2 separate regions of the Cyprinus carpio genome follow, and region 1 is linked to region 2. Evidence: chromatin contacts called from public Hi-C data. All regions are on one chromosome and are shown on one strand. The core of a region is the stretch at or near the end of the contact, and the rest is flanking DNA. Distances in the headings are between cores, read along the strand shown. Region 1 has its middle 13 kb from the start of LOC109101121. Region 2 holds the start of LOC109092050 (bromodomain testis-specific protein-like).

Evidence for each region. Hi-C and Micro-C count contacts between places; a contact is called where the count stands out from the background.
Region 1: a Hi-C map of skeletal muscle shows a contact between it and region 2, with 4 times the contacts expected there. The contact joins the enhancer-like site here to the promoter of LOC109092050 in region 2. A contact is called at or near these places in 5 of 8 Hi-C or Micro-C datasets (liver and skeletal muscle).

The regions. Positions count from the first base shown.
Region 1 is chrB6:14,004,505-14,009,889 of ASM1834038v1, reverse strand. No RefSeq gene overlaps it. Among protein-coding and RNA genes, the nearest start is that of LOC109101121, 13 kb to the left of the region's middle. Within about 2 kb of position 1,524, at least 2 of the 8 cell types and tissues checked have an H3K27ac peak or open chromatin away from gene starts, as enhancers often do. A contact at or near this core is called in liver and skeletal muscle, where this site is marked.
Region 2 is chrB6:13,854,613-13,860,353 of ASM1834038v1, reverse strand. LOC109092050 (bromodomain testis-specific protein-like) reads left to right here and starts at 3,614. Exons shown (of 21, transcript XM_042725792.1): 1 at 3,614-3,761.

The DNA of each region.
Region 1 (5,385 bases), core at 275-2,774, 150 kb before region 2:
TGTTAAGACTGCTGTTTACATTATATTACGGTGATTATTATCAAATACACACGGACTGAGGCAAGGCCCTGTGATGACCTCTGAATTTACTGTTAGCTTTTCAGTAGAGAAAAGCATCTTTCAGATGCAAATGAAGTGTGCATTATACAAGCTCTCTGAAATTCTTGCTTCTGATTGGTCATTTGCTAGATCCAGCAGTGAAATAATTCCAAATAATGATTCTTGTCCATGGCAACACTTCATTGCATTGGGGAATAAACTGCTCATGTCATTTGTGTTCTTGTGTTCAACATCTCTACAGTCTCTATAAGTAAAATAAAAATAAAACCCAAATCAATATTTAAGTAACTGTGAAACTAACACTGTAATTGTGGTTCACCTCTATGATAAAACTTAATACCAATAGAAAGGGTGTTCTTTTGTTTTCTTGTGTTTTCTTGGCCTCCATTTATCCAGTGTTCATGGTAACAAGGCAAACAATATCTGTATGATCACTGTATGCAGTGTAAAACAATGCTCAGATAATTAAGAATGGAAAAACAAAGATTTGCAAAGAACTAATGATCCAGACCATAAGGGTACTTACAGCACATGAAAATAAAAAATAGAAGAAAATTATGCAGTCAAACATTTGCATTAACAGTCCACAGAAACACCAACAAAGCCAACAAAGCCAAAACCTGGGTTATATTTCCGAACAAGCCAAACTTTCGTTGATATTTAATAATAGTAAACCGACCAATGGAGGTAAAGTGGGATTTATCAAAATTAGAATTTAGATGGGCCATGGTCATAGGTCACACACAGGTATGATGTTATTTCATTTTCTAAAGCTATAAAAATGCATTTACAGCTATTAAAAGTTCTGGGAGCGTGCAAGAAATTTTCATATTGGGCCTATTTTTAAGCACCATTCAAAATGATCGACTGTGGTTTACAAGAGAAAGCAATAGGCGGCGGGATGTTTGTATGCCGCGGTGCGCAAACGCGTTGCGCACAGATTCCCTCCAATCAAGGTCGCGCAGAGCGCCTTCAAGACGAGCGTCTAAACGCGTCTGCGCTCTTCAAGTGTCAAACCCGCGACACAAACTCCCCGCTGACACGGAAAAACGGATCGTCTCATCCAGTGACTGACACCGCTTTGGATCGATTCTGACACCCATCTTGTAAAAGTGTGTATAAAGTGGCTTTCACGGGGAAACGAGAAACGGCGCGAGTGCGCTCAGATGTCAGGGGAGCGTCCAACTTTTCCCCAAATGCGATACTATTCAGAGCAATAGCGTATGTGACAACGGAGGGGTGAAATGTTAGCTTGCGCGATTCGCGACTGGCACGGTGTTGACATACCTGATGCCCGTGTATAAGCTCTCGTGCCCATGCAAGGACTCAAGCCACTGTACCCTTCGCGCACTCATCTCCCAACACGGTTAAACACACATCCGTCAAGGGAAGACGTTTGTAAGCTTCAAACCTACCTTCCCAGAGAATGACACTATAACATGGGACAAGTTTGTCATGGTACTTGATTACAGTCCTTTTTTTCGTCCTCCATCCGTTACAATGTCGCCATTTTGCCTAAAATTCTGCAGGTTGAACTAAAACTCCAGCAGGGATGTTCGGTCTGTGCGTTCACAAATCACACCATAAACTAAGAGAAAAAGAAACGTTTACATCCTTTCGAAGACAAAGTGAAAAGTTAAGGTCGTGTTGTTTTTCACGGAGAAATGGTGCATTGGGTGTTTAAAAATAGGAGTGAAGTAGAGACATACTGTAAATCCCCCGCTCGCGATATGGATTATTCCACAGACAGAGGGTGAATTCTTCTTAGGTGAAGTTACTGCTGGTGTTGAAAAAAACACAGGAAAGATGGTGGGAAGGTGGACTTGCACACCTAGCGATGTGGTGAATAATGGAATGCTTTTTATTTTGTCATATTATAAACATTTCTTGCTGGAAATTGTAATTGCAGTTATAAGCTGTTTGATAACACCAGACACACAACTGTATTGTTTACAAGCATACAATACTGAATTAACAACACAATTTTTTATGCTAAGGAAAGGAAACACACACACACACACCCGGACACACCACTTGAAGTTGGGGGTTTGGTGCCTTGCTGGAGGGTCTCACCTAAGTCGTGGCATTGAGGGTGAAGAGAGCACTGGTTATTCACTCCCCCCACAGACAACATATATTTTAATTACAATATACAATTATTAGCACAGTTACATAGTAAGCATTCGACAAAATTTACACTTTTTTGTTGTCATCAGAAGGGCTATAAATGTCTAACATTTTTGTTTTAGACCTAAAGGAGCGTCTGCCTTTATTGTTTGAAAGAATATATATATATATATATATATATATATATATATATATGTGTGTGTGTGTGTGTGTGTGTGTGTGTGTGTGTGTGTGTGTGTTAAATATTTTATGTGTGTGTGTGTTTGTGTTAAGAAACAATTTCTAGTAAAATGTTATGTAATTTAAAGTTTGTGCATCAAAATTATCTTTTGTAATTTTAATTGCTGTTAATAGTTTTTCAATGTAAAACAAAATTCTCTATATATGAACATGCTATTATAGGTCAGGCTTATATTTCTGCTTCCTTCCTTTCATTCACAGCATCTCACAGTCCTGTACAGCTTAACATGGTTGAAATCGCTTCACATTAATGAGCAGATGACATCTCATAGCATCAGATGTGTTTGACAACTGAGCGGTGGGTTCAGAGAGATGTGTGATAAAACAGTGAAATCAAATGAATATTTTATAAAATAAAATCTACATGTGAAACTAAAACCAACACTTACAGTTTAAAATCATATGCTGGAGCACCTTATTTTCTTGCAAAGACCATTAAACCCAGGCAAGTTAATTAATCTGAAGAGTGTATTTTACATTTCTGACGAAATATCAGAATTAACTTTAGGCCTCTGTTTTCAGAGCATGAAGAAATTCTTTTAATGGCCTGCCAAGCGTACACTGAAAAGTTTGATTTTGGTCTGCTGGAACAAGAGCAGAGAATAATTTATTATGCTGTTTGTGTCTCATGTTAGTAGTTATTCCCTACCTTGGGGTACAATGGGCCATTTTTATCCATTTTCACTGGCTCACATTTCTTCTTGATCCCGTACGCTGCCGACTAAGCTTGAGCCTGGAGCAATGGTTTCGAAACATCACAGGAAACTACATTATTATACTGCTGCCTGTTAACAGGCAGAAAAGAGACGGTGTACCCGTTTTAAATCTCGGATCTGGGGGCAGAAGAATGAATACAAAGGATTAGAGAGTTCATCATTTTACCAGAGGTGGTTTGTCTTTAAAGCAGGGCAGAGCAGACAGCACACTGTGTTTCATTTGTCCTGTTCCACAGGCAGATTTGTGACCTAAACATATTAATGAAAGACATTCTTTCACTCGCTTCGCCTGTCAACTCAAGGTCACTTGTCTGTGCTCACCTGTCCTTAAGGAAGAAGTTCAGTGTTTTTAGGAACACACTGTTTAACTATGTCTCATAATTGTTTAATTATGTCTGATCATATATATATATATATATATATATATATATACACACACACACACAGCGGGTAAAATAAGTATTGAACACGTCACCATTTTTCTCAGTAAATATATTTCTAAAGGTGCTGTTGACCTGAAATTTTCACCAGATGTCGATAACAACCCAAGTAATCCATACATGCAAAGAAAACAATACACATAAGTATTATTTACTAAAATTATTAAATACCTTTCCCCTGGGTCATTCCATTTTATTACACAGAACTTAATTTCTGACTTTATTTGTTTTGCTTTTATTTTTTACGTTGTTACCGACATCTGGTGAAAATTTCGAGTCAACAGCCCCTTTAGAAATATATTTATTGAGAAAAATTGGCATGTGTTCAATACTTATTTTACCCGCTGCGTGTGTGTGTGTGTGTCTGTGTGTATATATATATACAAATATATATATATAATGGAATGGAAAGTATGGAAACATAGAAGTGAATGTAAGAGAAAAACATTTCCATTCCAGAATGAAGTCTCCTCTTTGCAGAAGATGACAAAGCCACAAGGTGGCAGAACGTCTCAGTGTGCGGACATGCAAGGTCTTGGACAACATGAATTGAAATTCTTCTAAAGTATTCTAATAAATTATACATTTATAGTCTATTGGGGCATCAGTCTTTCCAGTCTGTTCATGCAACAGTTCAGTAGATGTAACATTTTGCAATAGCTTTCATGTTTTTACGGAATGCTGTTTAAAAAAGGACAGGCAATTTCTTTGTCTTGTGTGCAGTGTATCAAACGGTATCATTTAAATTGCAGCATTTATTATTTATAATCATTTCATTTTATGATAATAGAAACATGATCTTCCCTCACAAATAGCCAAGAAGAATAATGATCTTGTTTGCTTTCTCTTCCTTCTCTTTTTAGCCAGTCTGTGTGTTGTTTTCAGTGTCATTATATGTAAATGTATTGAATTCATCTCCACTTACCTTCCTGGAGTTTGTTGTTGTGGGAAGTGTTGACAGCATTTTTGTTATAGGTTTATTTGATTCTTTTAGTTTTCACTCATAATCATTCACTTTCCCACTCTGTATTGTCTCTCTTCCTAGTTTGAAAGTGTTCTCTGAGTTTCGAAACTCTGAAAACTTTCCCTGCCAGAGGCTTCGTCTACCTCTTTTAACTGAGTATTGCATGCGTGTAAACTTAGCAGAACTGTAGTTTATATTCTTTGTGCTGTGCTTTCTGAATGTTATTAGCAAAGCAATTATGGCAAAACAGAGAGTTTAGGTTATCACACCAGTTCAATTATTCATGTCAGAGAGGTAGTGATGTCTTCCCAAGAAGTTTTGTAGTTGATCTTTCTGTAAACAAGTTTTAAGAATGCTGGATTTGAAATAGATTACAAAGCCAGAGCTCTTTTGAGTGCAAGTCTTCTGCTTTGATGTTGCCTTTGTTGGGGGTGCTGAACAACGTTCATCAGAAATGGAGAGACCTTGGGCAACAAGCGAAGACTGATTAGTTCTGCACACTGGAGATATGGGCAGCAATGAATGTTTCTCTAATATTTGTTTTCATTCCACTGAATATCTGTGGATGAAGAAAAAGAGAAAAGCTTTACATATCACCGATTCTTTTTCTCTTCAAAAGACTAAGAAAATCTTGTGATTCTTTTGGTACGTCCTATGTTCATGCTCATTACTGCAATAAGCCGTATTTGCGCCTCCACAGATCATTCTAGAAAGAGAATTGTCAATGACCCACTGCTGTTTTCCACTTAATGTATTATTACAAAAGAATAAAAGAAAGTGGCGGGTTTGTGCCAAGGCTACAGGAATACTGTCAAAAAAAAAAAAGACCTCTGGCTGG
Region 2 (5,741 bases), core at 2,365-4,864:
TTGGGAAATGTCTTTTGTGGCTCTTAATTCTAGCAACATTTTCAAGAATCCCCAGGAGTCCATTTAAAAATAGAGTTACTCCACACAAACTGTACAGAGTAAAAAAAAATTAAATAAATGTTATTAACTGTTTATTAGATTACAATTCAATTATTAATCAAATGTAATAAAAAGTGCCCAGTATTGTGTCAAAGCTAAAATATTCACATGCATTAATAACATGAAAAAGAAGTTACAATTTTTAAGACATAATTAATACATTCAAAAAGTTTATGAACTTCTGATTATTATTTATTTATATTTAAATGCATTCCTGTTCTGTTAAGCAATGACATTTTAATGATACAATTTTTATTTTATTATTTTTTAAGCCCCGGCAAATGCTCCATGTGTGGGATGCTTCACCTCACCTAATGGACTACTATAAACACTTACAAAGAATATGACCTCGATCATAATCTAATCTACCAAGTACCATCCAAGAGACCTACATTCATCTCAATATGTGGTTCCACAACCCTCAGAAGTATCCACAGTCGGGGGACAAAAAAAATACAAAATTTAGATTCTATATCTGAAACCCTTCATCTGCATTTATTCCTTCTTATACATTTATATTAAATCAGCATTTTCCTGATGTGAAGCATTTTAAGACATGGAAATCTGTCATGACTCAACATGAAATAAGGTGAAATCGTACTAATCATTTCTATAGATATAGTAGTAAATCAGATCTTCTGTAGTGTGTGTCTTATCTGTTAAATGTTTTAGCGATAGCAGTATCAGTCTGTCATTGCCAACTGATTTGATTCAAGGCAAAGAGCATGCTGACCTGATTTTAGACTGGCCTTTCCTTAGACACTAACATCTTTTTTGGACCAAAAACTGGCTTCTGGGCCTTAAATATTTACTAACAAGAACTTGATTGTGGGATTAACTAATTAATAATCCACTGGCAATCAATTATTAACTTATTGCAATTGCAATGTTTCAACCCAAGCAAGGTCTTGTTGTTGTTTTTTCTTTTTTAAGCTATTATAATTTATATTTTTACTTACTTTACTGTATATTCTATATTTTTTACATACTTTGTATTGCCCGTGTAAGTTATATTTGTTCCCATTCTACCTTTCATTCTCGAGAGCAGTAAACAAACTAAGAATTTCATTGTACTAGTACATATGACAATAAAGTTCTTGAATCTTGTTTGCACTGCTGCATTATTTGGGTCTTATTATATTAAAGTTACATGAGAGCAGATAAAACAGTGTGCTGTTTTTTATTTCTTTCATTTCGATTCTTTTTGACTGAGCACCTGTTCTAGTTACATTGGGATATGTGCACACTACTTTGAATACTTTCAATAATTAACTGCCATAAAAGAAGTGGACATCAATGTGGTCCAAAATACATACGCAAGCATTGGTTCTGATGTTTTCCATTTGCAATTGCATTTGGTCAGATATGCTTAGTTTAGTTTAAAACATAAGCAAAGGAAAACTGCAACATCCTTTGTATGGTTGTTTGTGAGTTAAACTCAGGCACAGATGCATGTTTGTGTCTGTTTGTTTTTGCAGGATATATTTGTTTACTTTTGATTTGCATTTTCATTTTTTTTTTTTATTCTGCCTCTGCCTCCTCTCCTGGCTTGTTTTCCCGAACAAACAGACTTATGTTGTCTGACTGAAATGTTCCACTCCGTTCAAAAGGAAATGGAAATGCTTTACCACTGCTTATAGTGTAAATGTCAGAGTCGTGATTTGCCACTAATGAGACAGCACCCTTGCAAGATAGAAAACTTTGTTTTGGAGCTTCTTGCTGTCTTGAAAACATTGATATGCTGCTTTTGAGTGTCAATGAAGATGTACTCAGAGGCTTCATGTCATTTTTCACTTCTCATGCATATGTATGCCTCAGAACCAGGTCTACTCAAAGCATCTGCACAGATGGGGAGGAAGATGCAACGTCCTGAACGTGAATCTTTGCTCTAATTCTTTGATTTCCTTTGTTTTGCATGCATTTATCATCTTTGTCAAACCCTTTGAATTAAATAGTTTTTCTTAAAAAATTAAGGACATTTGTAAAATTATAGAGAAAACCATCTGTAAAACAATAGACAATTTGGTAACACTTGACAAAAAGGTCCTATACGTTAACATTAGTTAACCACATTAGTTAACATAAACTAACAATGAAAAATATTTCCAAAGCATTTGTTAATCTTAGTAAATAATTTCAACATTTACTAATAGATTATTAAAATAAAATTTTGTATTTATTGAAATAATTTAATAAAAAATGTATAAAAAATATTATTATTATTATATTTATTAACCTTTTTATCAATTAAATACTGCATCAAATGTTGCTCATTGTTAATGGTAGTTAATGCATTCATTAATATTAACTAATGTGACATTGTAAAATGTTAACAATAATTTTTTTTTTTTTTTTATTGCAATATATCCAGTGCTTAGTAGTGCTTAGTAATATACTCTGATGATACTGCATTTAATAATAAAAGGACTTACCATATCTTCTACATACATAACAGCTGCATGAATACATATATCTCTTCTCCCATCATGGCCATATCTCTCTCTATCCATAGATGTGATAATGTTTTCCTGAACAACACTTTTTCATATGAGAAGTGACCCTGTGGAATGTCGGGTTCTGAACTCTTGACCTTGGGGTCACATTGCACGATGAACCCTTTCATCTGATGTATGAGCAAATACAGGGGATGTTTATGTACGGCTACTTAGTTGCCTTAAAGACAAAAATGAGAATAAAAAACAAACATGACATCATTAATCAACATGTATGACATAAGTTATGTCATATTGCTCTCTCTATTTATAAAAGCAAAGTTAAGCAGAGGACACTGCTAATCCATTCCTTTTAGTAAATGTGCATTTGGGCAGTGTAAGCCTATTTAAAAATAAAGGTGATTATTTTGTAAGATTTGTATAGCAGCAGTGTAAGGTAGAAAACAATCGTAAAAGCATTTTCCATTCAAAATAGGGCTTATGGTGCCCTCTTGTGGAAAGTTTGTTTCAAATGTTGTTTGCTGAACAAGTGAAGCGGAATAAAGAGATAGATAGACCAAATGGAAATTGTCATCACCTTTATGTTCGAAATCCGTATTCATTTTATTTCTTTCCTAGACTATAAAAGGCATTGTTAGTTAGAGTGACTCAGTCACCATTTCCTTTCGTTGTACGGATAAAACATTAATGAAAGTGAATGGTGACTGAGGCTATCATACTGCCTAAAATCCCCTTTTGTGTTTCACAGAAGACAAAAGGGAAACAGGATATGATAACAAAATATTCATTTTGGAGAAAACTTATATTTTATATAGTTTTACAATAAAAATTTTCCAAACGCGGATTTTCAGTCATAGAAAGTATAATGCACAGAGATTTTCTTGCTCCATTTTTTTGATTAAAAAACATGTTTATTTATTTTGTTATATTTTCCATAGACATTTCTCCTTTCTATGTATTCGTCTTGGGTTGTGTTTAACTGATGAAGCTTGCTTGAAGAGGTTTAATGCAGGTTGTACGGCGTCAACTGAGAAGCCAATCGCTGTTAAGAAAGTGCGCATGCGCAGTTTGCGGTCGCCTCCCTTCAGCTTTGCTCAGCGGTCTCATCATATCATAGTTCTCTTTGTGAGATTTTTCAAGCTGCAGGGATGACCGATGTCCAACACTCGCCAGAAGCTGACAACCAAAGCCACGGAAAAGAGCCACAATGTAATCATTTAACAGACACTAAAGAGGGGAATCGAGCTATAGCGATCGACAGAATGTTCTAGAATGGTCATGTGACGTAGACCAGCTATGTCGCACTTTTAAAAAAATACTCTGACGTGCGTGTCTGTTTCTTTTCGGAGTCCGTTCGCTATAGTAAACATAAACAGGTTTAATTGTAAAACAGCGCTTCTGAGTTGTTCAGGGTATAAAATAGAGGGAGGTTTCGATGCAATACGGTTTAAAGGAATATTTTCTCGTTTTTAAAGCAGCGAGGGGGGGAAGAAGGGAGCACGTGAGGGGTCTTGTCCAATGGGATTAGGCGCTTTCAGCAGGAGGGTATAAATACCAGGCGGTTGCCGTGAGAGACGTCCGCCATTGATGACTAACCTTTCAAAGAAACAGTGTTATTTCAAACGTATTCATGTATATGATGTTAATTTGTTCTTTTGGCGTTGAAAACCAAGCTCAAAATCTTTAAGTCGTTTTCAAAGAGGGTTTTTCGGGCGCAAAGCATCAACAAGATCCTTCGGTTGGTGAAGTTTTCCAGCAGAGCTCATCCTGCACTGCATCGTCTGTCTCAGTTCGGCAGTTTAAACTGTCTTTGTTGTTCCCGAGACGGAAAGGTAAAATTTTGGATCCAGGTTGAGCTAGCTTCATTTAGGTTAGGGGAGGGACTGTTAACTGAGCTCAATGTCAGCCTCTGACGGGGCGGGGTAATGTGTGGCTAGCTGTGCTAAAACTAGCCAGGCGCCATTTTGTGGCTCGAGGCTTGCTAACTCGATTATTCATGGGATTCATGTAAAATATACCCTAATTATCTGTAGTGTTTTATGCTTGTATAAGTTAACGTTTATCCCCAAAACTGGTTATTTAAGCAACGGCGACACTTCTGTGGCAGTAATGTTGAGCCGGAAGTTAGTAGTGTTGCGTCATACATAAGAGGTCGTCGTGTTTATATGACGCATGGCCCTGGATTGTGTAAAGGAACAAAATATATATTGCCTATAAACGCAACGTATGGTATATATTACACTCCTTAAGTATATTGAGCTTTTTGTAGTTCAATATTTTTAATTTTTCGTCTGTTTTGTTGACCTACAAAGCTGCTTCTTTTTCAGAGTAAAGTTAGATGAATGTGCAGTCTGCAGTTTAACAAATTGGCACGTGTTTGTCCACAACACACGAGAATAAACTGTCACAACGTCGCTACGTTTGTATATACAGATTCAGAACTTGTTAAACTTGTAGGTGTGAAAAATAAACAGAATCTTCATCTCTGAAGTGGACTTTATCGATGATGGACAACATTCGCTTCTCCCCTCCAAAAACAAAAAGATCCCCTTCCCAATCATAAGCAAACCAGTGTGAAACTAAGTGTTTTATATAACTTACAAAAAAAAAAAACATAATTTTTTTTTTTCGAATTGTTTTTCTTGTGTAAATAAATTTTGTAAGTTCATAGGCTTCTTGTACAGTGATTTCTTTTACATTTATTTAAATAAAGTGCACATAATGATCAATATAGTTTGTAGATGTTTTTGTGTATGAGAAAAATACTACTTTACTTTACTGAGCAGGACGATGACCTTTTAGTTTGTGGTAAGTGATGGAGGATAACCTCTGTAGCTGAGCTAAATAAAGCGTGAGAGCTTCAGAGACGATTTAAAGGAGTTTTCACTGTCCAGATTCTGAAAGTAAGAGTTATTGAGAGCTGTTATTGATCTAATGAGTAACTTTTCATCTAGAAACAGCAGTTTAAATTGGTAAGTGTTGCGCATATAAATTAAGGATATAAAGTTTTGCCTTGAAACAAATGGTAGAAACAAAGTAATATCAGTTTCTGCTTTTTGTGTTTAAGTTCATTTTACATTAGTCTGAAAAATGTCACATCGGCAGTTTTCATCTAAACAGCAATGGTCTATTTGTAATGTGCTGGACAAGTTCTCAGTATATTTTAATATCAATTTGTTTTTGGAAGGA